2 separate regions of the Oryzias latipes genome follow, and region 2 is linked to region 1. A link is a contact called in public Hi-C data. All regions are on one chromosome and are shown on one strand. The core of a region is the stretch at or near the end of the contact, and the rest is flanking DNA. Distances in the headings are between cores, read along the strand shown.

Region 1 (5,282 bases), core at 1,534-4,033:
CTGCTAAGGTTGGACCACTTGGACCTTCGTTTTCTTGGGCACTGGGGCTTTGCCCTTGCTGCGTTCCTTGGGAGACATGTTGTCTAAAAATGTTAATTTTGTAAACTGACAATATAATTTAATGCGTGCTCAAAATCTGGGTTTCAGAAGACCAGTGATGCAGAATGGCCCCCTTTTTATCTACCCCCCCCCCCAGCCGGTGTGACTTGATATTGACGGCCTCCGTCCGGAGACATTTACACATTGTCCGATTAGCGCTGCTGCCAGCTGCGGCCGCCCAGCTGCGGCCGCCCAGCTGCGGCCGCCCAGCTGCGGCCGCCCAGCTGCGGCCGCCCAGCTGTCGCCCAATTTCGTTACAGCATCCCCTCCTGACTTTTGGCTGTGTGACCGCCGCCGTCTGCAATCGTGACCACGGCAACGACTTCTGAAAAAATTAGGCGGCAGCATGAAATCTTGGACGATTCTGCCGACGTCCCCCCATCGCGGTGTAGCGGTCATACATGTCACCGTAGCATAAGACAGCGGAGCCACCATCAGTGGGTGCGTGGGGGAATGTAAAGCACTTTGGGCCTTAGCCCTTCACCCCGTCTGTCGCTAATTTACAACGATCCATTTAATCCAGGACCTCAATTAATTTAGCATCACTTTGAACAGAAAAGACATAAAAGATTATTTTATTATGTATTTGAAAATAATCCTGGTAGGGTAAAACAAGGCAGAAAGGTGCTATATTATAATATTTACCAATTGATGGTCATTTTAAATAACCATACAGCACAAAAATATTCACAGATATTTCTCATCAAAACTCTTATTAGGAATTCCTATCATGAATGGTTTGCTTGCTGGTTTTCTTGTATTTTACTTTAAAATCGTCTTTTAACCTATACTTTTTTTAGTCTTGTGTTGTTTGACAGGATATTAAATCTTCTGGACTGATGGACAGAATCTACTCGTCCGCTGATAAGTGCAGGCGCATCAACCAAGATATTTTTATTTATATCTTATAAGTGAAGGACTTTATTCATTTCTGATGGAGTTTTTTTTCTTAAGTAGGAACGAGTGAAAGAAAATAGAGAATGATTGGTTTCAGAAGAGACGGAGAAGCTATTGTGGTTCAGCGCACCTGTCTCACAGGAAGTGTTCAAAATCCTTCATCACACAAAGTGCCAGCTGAACTGCCTGACGCAGAAATGGAGGGAACGAGAGGGGAACAGAGGAATGGGATTCATGTCTTTATTTCTGTTTATTGGGTCTCTCTTCTTCTGTCTTTGAATCTCACTTTTTGTTCTTAAACAGCCGCACTTTTTTACACTCTTTTTTGTTTTTCTCATTGGAGTTTCAGGGTGAGTTTTCTCCATTTTTCTGCAGTCTTGACCTGAATCTGATGCACCTTTTTATTTTTTCTTTCCCCTCATTAATCCCTGCTCCCCGCCGCGAACAGTCCCAACTTTAAAGTGCAAAGATAAACAATATTTCAGCTGTTCTCAGTGGTGCTCACTTCTGCATTTTAATTAAAATTACAGCACGGATCAACAGCTAATTTCATTCTAATGAAAATGAAGATGGGGGTGGGAAATAAAGAGACCTGACATCTCTCATGAGACAATTAACGACTCCCATGAAGCAGCTTCCAAAACTCTGATGACAGGGACACCACCCCCCCCCCCATCTCATTTCATTCCTGCCTGAAATTCACATCTTTTTCTGACACATGAGGACACATTTGAAGGTATCCTTCTACGATAAGCACAATGTTTGCTCATCAACACCCGGTCTGGGGGGGGGGCATGGGGGTGGGGGGTGGCAAACCTGTACCGATCCATGCCTGACTCTTCCATCCAGACCTTCTTTCATCCTTAACTCTCAGTTTTTAGCCTCTATCAAAAAACATTTCCAGGACATAGTTTCTGCAGAGCGGCAGGAGTTCATCAGGAATTCACCTCTGAATTTGCGTGAGGCAACCCCGCCCCCCTTCTCTTTAGCGAGAGCTCAGAGCAGGGAGCTCGTGTCACAATTAAGCTCTTTTTTTTAAACAGCATTTCTTCGCTCCTGATTCACGTGAATAAACCCAGAAATTGCAGTTTTTAGCTTCGTTTTATTTACATATGTCCTCCCTCCATTATCAGAAAAAGGCAGCAAGAAATCCCAGAGTGGGTCTTTAAATGAAGCGGATGAAGTTGGGCAGTGAAGTACTTGGCAAAGAAAAGACAATAATCAAAATAGGATCCTCAAATAACTCGATAAAAAGACTTTTATTGCAGTTTCCTGACATTTTCCATGTTTCCATGGTGATGTACCCCACCTGTGATGTAGTCTCTGAACAGAACAGGAGATCTATAAGATATATATATATATATATAAATTATTAATAAATGGATGTAAAGGATGGCTTGATCTGCGATTATTGTGTTTTATCGTTTAGTGACAGAAGTGGAAGGACAGCAGACCCCCACACCAGCAGCTCCTGCTTTTTTCCTTTTACAGCCGGCTGTAGAAATCACGCCGGCACACGTGTTGCGGCCCCCCCCTTGAGCAAAAGTGCACTTACTTCCTGAAACGTTGGTGTCTCTGAGCTCTGTAATGGAGAAGCAGTTTTGATGAAACAGCATAGATCTGAAAAAGGGGGCAAAAAAGACACGGGGGGGGGGGGGGGGTAGGAAATTGTATAGTCGGGGAAGAGCAGGGGACTGATGTCAGCTGACAAATATAACTCAGGGCTGTAGCGGTCCGCGGCCGCTGGGAAGGGACATGGCAGTGTCAGGGCCCCCGTGCGCCTGACCTGATGGATGAGGCGCTGCGACTCGTCAATCATTAGGGTTCCTGTTACTCCTAATAGATCGGGCCCCACATCGGGAGGACCTGGCCCCCTCGGCAGCTGCCAATATTTGACATTTACGGGGGGGGGGGGGGCTGCAGATTTCAGTCGCCTCTGTGATCAGCAGCTTCACCTGGGAAAAAAAAAGTCCCGTTGACACCGGATCAGTGCTCTAACGGTTTCTAACACGTCTAATCCGTCTTCTACTTGTCCGCTTGACCAGCTCCAGTCGCACCTTTCTCCTAACCTAACTGAGGTATCGAACGCTAAGGTAAATGTCAGAGCCATTAACCCGCTCCCAGAGGGTAATGAGACTCACTGTGTTTATGCAGACCAGCTGTCAGAAGGTCGGTGCCCGTTCTGTGGAGGAGACACGGCGTCGTGACACGATAGTGGCGTCCACCCCCCCACCCCCCTTCACGCAGAAAGTCATCAAGGGGGTCCAGCACTTTGCTGAAATTCTCATTAGCATCTTTGTTCAAAGTCACGCCTCCGTTACCTTTTAAATGCTCAAAGAAGAAAACAAATCCGCCTCCGAATTTTACCCAAATCAGCTTCAGCTGCCAGTGAGAGATTTATTATTCACTGACAGAGCTAAACAAGGCAGGGCGAGCAAGGGCGCACGGGCGAGCAAGGGCACACATGTACCTGCAAGCTGCATCACACACAGTGAAACACCGTCTGCATAACTTTTCTTACGTTTTAAGGCTGATCAAACAACCACAAATCCAATAAAAAAAGCTAAAGGGTTAGAAACAACGAATGTGAGTGCGCTGTGTTTTTGCATGCTTAGTTTGTTTGTTTTCCTCGCTTCTGCATTATGTGGACTTTTTTTAAAAAACATTTCGAACATCGGGATAAATGCAAATATCTTTTAATTAATTCTGCATCATTGTTCACTTAAAATATGTATTAGATTCTCTGTTCAAGTCGTTGAAGAATCAGATTCTTTGAATAATTAAGCAGCATGAGAAAGCTGAGAAAATAATGTTGATTTAAACGTATATTTCATACATTCTATGGAGTCAAAGACTGAAGTAACTCCAACCTGTTTGTGTTTTTTTCTTCCTGCCTCTTCCAAACAAACACTAAGTCCTGCATTGATTGGATTTAATGAGAACCCCCTCTTGATTAATCACCGTCTTATGTTTCTGCAATGTTATTCCAGGAGCGTCTGGCTCTCTTCCTCGTCTCCCCGTCAGCAGAAAACGTATCAAACTGCTGTTCAGAGGGCTTTTCCTCCAGCGCTGCAGTGTTCATTCTAGGTGGGATTTGGTGTATAGCTCTGAGGCATCCATATTGTCTGAAATACCTGCTCTATTAAATCTCTTCAGAAAGAGCATGAAGAATGCAAGTCAGCCGCTCAGTGAGGATCTTAAAGACCCACTCCCAAGAGAATTGTGTTTTTTTACATGTTCTTGTAGCATTTTACTGATGACAGAGGACATTTATAAAGACAATTAAGCTTAAACCTCTGGCAGACGCAAAAATGCAATTTATTTATGAAAAAGAAAATACTCCCCGCTCCATTCTGATGCATCATCCACTTGTAGACAAACAGATCCATGAAAGTCTTTGTTTTCCTCGTCTGAGCGGGAATCTGGACCTAAACTGGACGGCTCCGATATTGCTCAACGTTTTTGTTGTACCGCTAATGTTGTGTCGGGTTTGTGAGGCGCTGTTAGCTAAACTGATAGATGACAGGAAGGAGGGACTCCTGCAGTCTCAGCCACAACTCAGAGATGAATTTCTAATAAACTCTCTGCAGAAATTAGAAAAAACAACACAAGCTTTTAGATTTGGCTAAAAATGGCATCATCATAATTAAAAGACATCTGGAAATTCCTGGTAAATAGAAAGGTGATCCACTCCAATAGCCCTACTTTATTTGATCAAATCTGCTAAATCTAATGGACTTTACTTCTGTAAAGGAATCTGAAAAGTGAGATTTTGTGGTTAAACGAGGCGGAATTAAATATTAACACGCCTAATCCAACTGTCGAGTAAAAGTTACCGTTTAGGCGTTTTATTGACATTAGCAGCGTTTCCATCACACATATGCGCAAAACTTTGTGGAAATTCTAGAAAATGTCGAAATATCACAATTTTACAATGACACTGTTTCCATTAAATCCTAATTATTCAAATAAACACAAACCAACTGACACAATTAGTCAGTTAAAATCACGGTGACGGACGTGAACAATACTTTGATTTACAGCAAATACGTCAATTTCGACACATAACCACCTCCTCCAAGAGCAGAAACGTTTTTTTTTTCGATAAGTGAGATTTTTTTTTTTACTGTTGACTTTCCATTTGTCGTATTTAGTATTGCAAATCCAATTACCACAATTTGATAGTCACTGAAAACACAGCTTGCACTCTGCAGGATGAACAGGTCATGTTTGCATGACTGATTCTGGAGATCTGATTTCGGGGTAAAATGGACAATGTTTGGTCA
Region 2 (5,282 bases), core at 1,583-4,082, 120 kb after region 1:
ACAATGAAGCTGCATGTGTTATATAATCTCTTACAGTCAAATCAATTGTTTTTTTTCTGTATTTTAATATTCTCATTTAAAATGAATTAATGTTCCTTTTGACAGGTTCCCACATGAAAGCTTAAGGTGCTTCACTGCTCATGAATGCTGAAGCCTGACAAGTCTGCAGACGCACCTTTGATTAGAAACGATCCCAGCTATTATCGCTTTTAGCCTCTGTTGGGATTCCCGGAGCATTTGAGGAAAAGATGCAACACAAAAAGCCACTTTACAATTTGACATTAATGCACTGTGAGCAATTGATGGTGCCGAGATTTGTGCGAGGTTTCTGTGTGCCAGTGAATGCTCCCAACGCTGCAGTGGACGTGACATGTCTAAATGACTCGCCTCTGCAGCTCTGATGCTTTTAATTGCCTTTCAAACCGTGAACCAGCGCCTATTAAAGATACATTACTGTTTGCCTTCTCTCACTCATGCTCCCGTAGACCCGCAGCGCTTTGGAAAAGTTTGCGAGGAAGGCCATCGTGCACTACCGGGACGACCTGGACCTGCAGAACCTCATGGATTACATCCAAAAGGAGGTGCTTCAGGAAATCCGCGCTTCCCTCCCGTTTGTTTCCATCACCTCTTGGCTTTCTGAGAACACAAAACCAAAACCTCACAGGCAGAAGCCAGAAAATGTGTTTATTCCCTTCATTTATTTTTGGTCTTGGTGAGGATTTTCCACATGAGCGGCTTCATGAAAACACACACTTCCGGCAACTCTGTGGTCTCTTCATGTGACATTTCTCCTCCATCTGCACAAACTGGCACATTTGAGAGCCTGGGCTTCTCCCATAGGGAAGCCCAGGCTGGCAGGATGTCCAACGTGGACCAAAACCATCTTTCTAAATATACGTCTGTCCGTCCGTCCGTCCGCCTGTCTGTCTGTCTGTCTGTGTCCCTGTCCCTCCTTTGTGATTTAGTTCAAGTGCTGTGGGTGGAACAGCTACACGGACTGGTCCTGGAATCTGTACTTCAACTGCACCCGTGAAAACCCCAGCTCGGAGCGCTGCGCCGTGCCGTACTCCTGCTGCACTCCCGTCCCCGGCGAGGTGCTTCTTTTCATCCCTCATGAATGAATGCATTCAAAACGACGGTGTCAATTCGATGCAAACAGGGTTTTTGACCGCCTTCATGTGAGGACACACTGCAGTTAGAGAGCTGCGACCCAAAACGTTAAGAAGCTCCAGTGCATTCTGATGAGCTGCATGTCACATTTTGAAAATGTTAGAACGAAAATAGGCACAAAAAGTTTATAAGTAACCCTTGTGCTATCCTAGGCACTTTAACATTGGGAGTGGGGTCATCTATGCCCCACTAGACAGTGTGCTGAACCTTTTTCTTCAATGATTTGATGTGTGTTTGTTGTAGTTTCAAGACGTTTATCCCTTGTGCTATCTTAGATGACCCCACCCTTACATTGACGGGTTATTCCTTCCATGACAAAGGTGGATAAAGGTGGAAAGATAATCCATGGTCACCAGTGAAGATCACAAATCATTAAAGAAAAAAGGTTCAGAGCACTGTCTAGTGGGTCTAGATGACCCAACTCCCGATGTTAAAGTGCCTAGGATAGGTCAAGGGTTACACACAAACCTAAAGGACGTTTTTGGCTGCCTTTGTGTTCATCAAACCGGTCTGCTTCCCGGTTTCGTTCGTGCTTCGACTGTTGACTCTGTTTCAAGAAATTCTTCCCAACTGTCAGTCTTTAACGATCTCCTAATTCCCCGAAATTAGGCACAAAAACAAAATGTTTTTAAAAGGCTGCAAATTACCCGAAACATCGTTAACAAGAATCAAGCTTTTTCTAGGGTTGTGTTTTTGTTTTTTTAAATGAAAGAAAATATCCAATTATGTCAATGAGCTGTTGAAAATTGATCTAATTAGCTATGAGATGCTCCCTCATAGAAACATGCAGATGCTAAAGATCATTCCCAGTTTTCTTTCATATATTGTCGGTGATGGGAACTTTGGGCGCTGGTTCGTTCAGAGTTCAGCGACTGAACGAGAAGAGCAAATCCTTCTGGGAAAAGGGTCAGAATGGAGCTGCAGATGGTGGAGAACATCCCCAGGGAATATGGATCACAGAAAAACAACAAATAATTCGAAAAGTCTTGAAAGAAACAGAAACGAGGCACGCCTTGGACTTTCGCATTAAACGCATGCAGCCGTTGGGTTTTATGCATGTCTAATCAGCTTTTTGCCGGTATGAATACACGTCTCTGTGCAAAAACCTCCGCCTAATCCCGGTGCCGAGTCAGCAGGGAAGCTTTAGGGCCAGGAGACCAACAGGCGCGCTGAGCCAAGACGTGCATATCGATGAAACCTCATGCTCATGGGAAACAGATCAGAGCAACCTTTTTATCAAGCATGAGGTTAAAAAAAGGCAATTAATTAAAGAAGACAGAATTGATGCAGTGCTGCCGCCTGCTGGTGGCAAAGAGACTCCCCTCTCTACACAACTACTTCACTACGAGCTAAACCACTTTCATTGTTTTGCCTCCAACCGAACGTTTCAGGAGAAACTGCAGCCTGAAGTCAAGACTGAGGGAAAAGGTTGACCTGGTCTGTGTGTTCTGCTGCCAACAGACAGTGATCAACACCATGTGTGGCTTCGGGGTCCAGACCCAAAAGTATCTGGATGCAAACAAGTCGATCTACCCGGTGGGCTGCGCCGACAGGGCCGTGATGTGGATCGAGACCCATCTGCTGCTGGTGGGGGCGCTCACGCTGGGCCTGGCCTTGCCTCAGGTAAGTAAGCCCCGACACACCTGCAGGGTCTGCATGGGGGGGCGGACCAGCAGGAGGCATCAGATAAGACTCACGGCGTGCGGGCCTTCACGCGCTAACATGCAGATCGGCACACAGCTATGGAGTCAATTCAGGCTCAATAATCCGAAATGCACACAACCCGTTTCACAAATACACACAACTGTAATTTCATGCAAACGTGCAATATACATTTGGAAATGCACACGTTGTTTTTCACAAATGCACACCCTGTGTTTCACAAACACGCAGGTTGTATTTCACACATGTACTCTGTTTCACGAAAACACAATAAATGTTTCCGAAATGCACAATAGATGCTTCACAAACACAATCGCTAGGTACACTTGTAATATGAACACACAGGGCCGTTCGATTGGCTGAAAGCGAAGACGCCTGCTTTGCTGATGAATTTGATTGACAGATTGATGACATTAGTTGACCTGCCAGCGTCAAGAGACTCTCAAAATTCATTGCAGGGATTTCTCTCATAAATGTTGGGAGATTCACAAACGGAGGGGTTTATAAATGCACATTTTGCAAATCACATGATCTGTGAGTTCATTATACAAGTGTACCGAAAATGATGTTTGTGGAGCATCTACTGTGCATTTCGGAAACAGTAATTGCGTTTTTGTGAAACACAACGTGCACATTTCCAAATTATTATTGCAGGTTTGCATAAAATTAGAGTTGTGAATCAGAGCGTGTGTATTTGTGAAACAGATTGTGTGCATTTCTGCACATTGAGACTGAATGAACTCCACACACAGCAGGATTTCAGTCGGGCGAATTGCAAATTGGATCGATGGGACAGAGTAGAACCCCCCCCCATGTATGGAAACATAGATGTCTCACCGACAAAAAGTCAGTGTCTTTGTTACTTGATAAGGATTTTATTATAAAGAGAATCTGAAAGACACTTTTGACATAAAGAACAACAAAAAACCACGATGACATCACAGACGGAGAAATCATTGATAAAAGGAACGGGGCTAAATCCATTTTGGGGCTCCAACAAACATGTTAAAACCCACCAATGCAGCCAAAACACACACAAGTATTGAAATTATTATGGGATGGCCACAGGGCCTACGGCTTAGCGACCATTTAGCGTCAGTTATCACAATATTGAATCAGAATATATTGTTTGAGCCACAAAAGGGTAATTCTACAATCACAATCAAAGTTTTGCTGACCTTTGACCTCAGCACGAGGTCACCATCTTAGATTTTCCAAAAATGTTCTATTTAAAAGTAACAAAAAACCTCCGTCGCCAAGGAAATCCAGACGTTTACTTTTGTCGAAACTTTCAAAAATGACATCAATCTGTTCGTCATCACCAGGGGACCAAAAAATAAAATGGTAGCTATGGAGATAAAATCTATAGAAAAGCCACCATTAACCCTTGTGCTATCTAAGATGACCCCCCCCCCCCCCTTCCATTGACGTGTTCTCCCTACCATGACAAAGGTGGATAAAGGTGGAAAGATTTCATGTAATCCATGGACACCTGTGAAGATCACAAATCATTGAAGAAAAAAGGTTCAGAGCTCTGTCTAGTGCAGAGGGGGGCACTGAGGGCCGCATTCCTGCAGGTTTTCCAACATGCTCTGATTGGCTGGACACACCTGAACCAGGTAAGCAGTCACGAGTAGGGCAAGACTATCTGGAAATCATGCAGACGCACCGGCCCTCGAGGCCTGGAATTGCCCACCCCTGGTCTAGTGGGTCTATATGACCCAACTCCCAACATTAAATTGCCTAGGATAGCACAAGGGTTACATATCAGTAAGGAGCAAAGCTTATAAGCATATTTGGATCAAAATCCGATTTTTAACCAATCATGCGTCAAAAATTCCTTCAACAACAGAGACCGATTTGTGAGGGACTGACTGAAGATAAACATTGGAAATCCCATAATAGCCAGTTCTTTCAGCAACTAGGATTGCTCAATCGAGTTACATAAGAAAAGCCTCAAAACAGTCATTGAAGTCATCGATGGAGGCCTTTTCTGCACGTCAGAAAACATGGCTGGGAAGTAGACGGATCTTGTTCCTGCGCGTCCACAAACAGCTTTTTACAAATGTCCGGTTCAAAACGACTACAAGGTTGTAAACCAGCACGGCGTCTGTTTGAGAAGCTCAGCGATGGACTGTGAAGTGGTTCTGCTGTCCTCCAGATCGCCGGCATCGTGCTGTCGCAGATCCTCATCTCTCAGATCCAGGAGGAGATTACCTCGCTTTCATGAGCGGGACGCGGGACATCAGGAAAAGACGCCGTTCCTGGAGGTTTCTGACGAGTGTGAGGGCAGGAATAACGCTTGCTGCTTTTAGATGCACTTTATTCTTTTTCTCCAGCAGTTTTTACATCAACACTTGGGATTAAATGTGACATTTTTACCTAAAATATCATTTAACAATTCATTCAGTCTTCTTGTTGGTTTCCAGCAAATGTTTCAATGTCATGAT

Evidence for each region. Hi-C and Micro-C count contacts between places; a contact is called where the count stands out from the background.
Region 2: a Hi-C map of embryo shows a contact between it and region 1, with 1.9 times the contacts expected there. The contact joins two enhancer-like sites. A contact is called at or near these places in 2 of 5 Hi-C or Micro-C datasets (embryo and gastrula embryo).

Annotation. Positions count from the first base shown.
Region 1 is chr6:29,969,073-29,974,354 of ASM223467v1, forward strand. All of the region lies in intron 3 of LOC101157694 (tetraspanin-9), which reads left to right. Among protein-coding and RNA genes, the nearest start is that of LOC101158193, 110 kb to the right of the region's middle. Within about 2 kb of position 2,784, at least 3 of the 8 cell types and tissues checked have an H3K27ac peak or open chromatin away from gene starts, as enhancers often do. A contact at or near this core is called in embryo, where this site is marked.
Region 2 is chr6:30,086,974-30,092,255 of ASM223467v1, forward strand. It overlaps LOC101158193 (tetraspanin-33), which reads left to right. Exons shown (of 8, transcript XM_004069857.4): 5 at 486-581; 6 at 966-1,094; 7 at 2,632-2,793; 8 at 4,994-5,282. The coding sequence ends at 5,062. ttc38 (tetratricopeptide repeat protein 38) reads right to left here. Exons shown (of 14, transcript XM_004069856.4): 14 at 5,139-5,282. Among protein-coding and RNA genes, the nearest start is that of LOC101158193, 12 kb to the left of the region's middle. Within about 2 kb of position 2,833, at least 3 of the 8 cell types and tissues checked have an H3K27ac peak or open chromatin away from gene starts, as enhancers often do. A contact at or near this core is called in embryo, where this site is marked.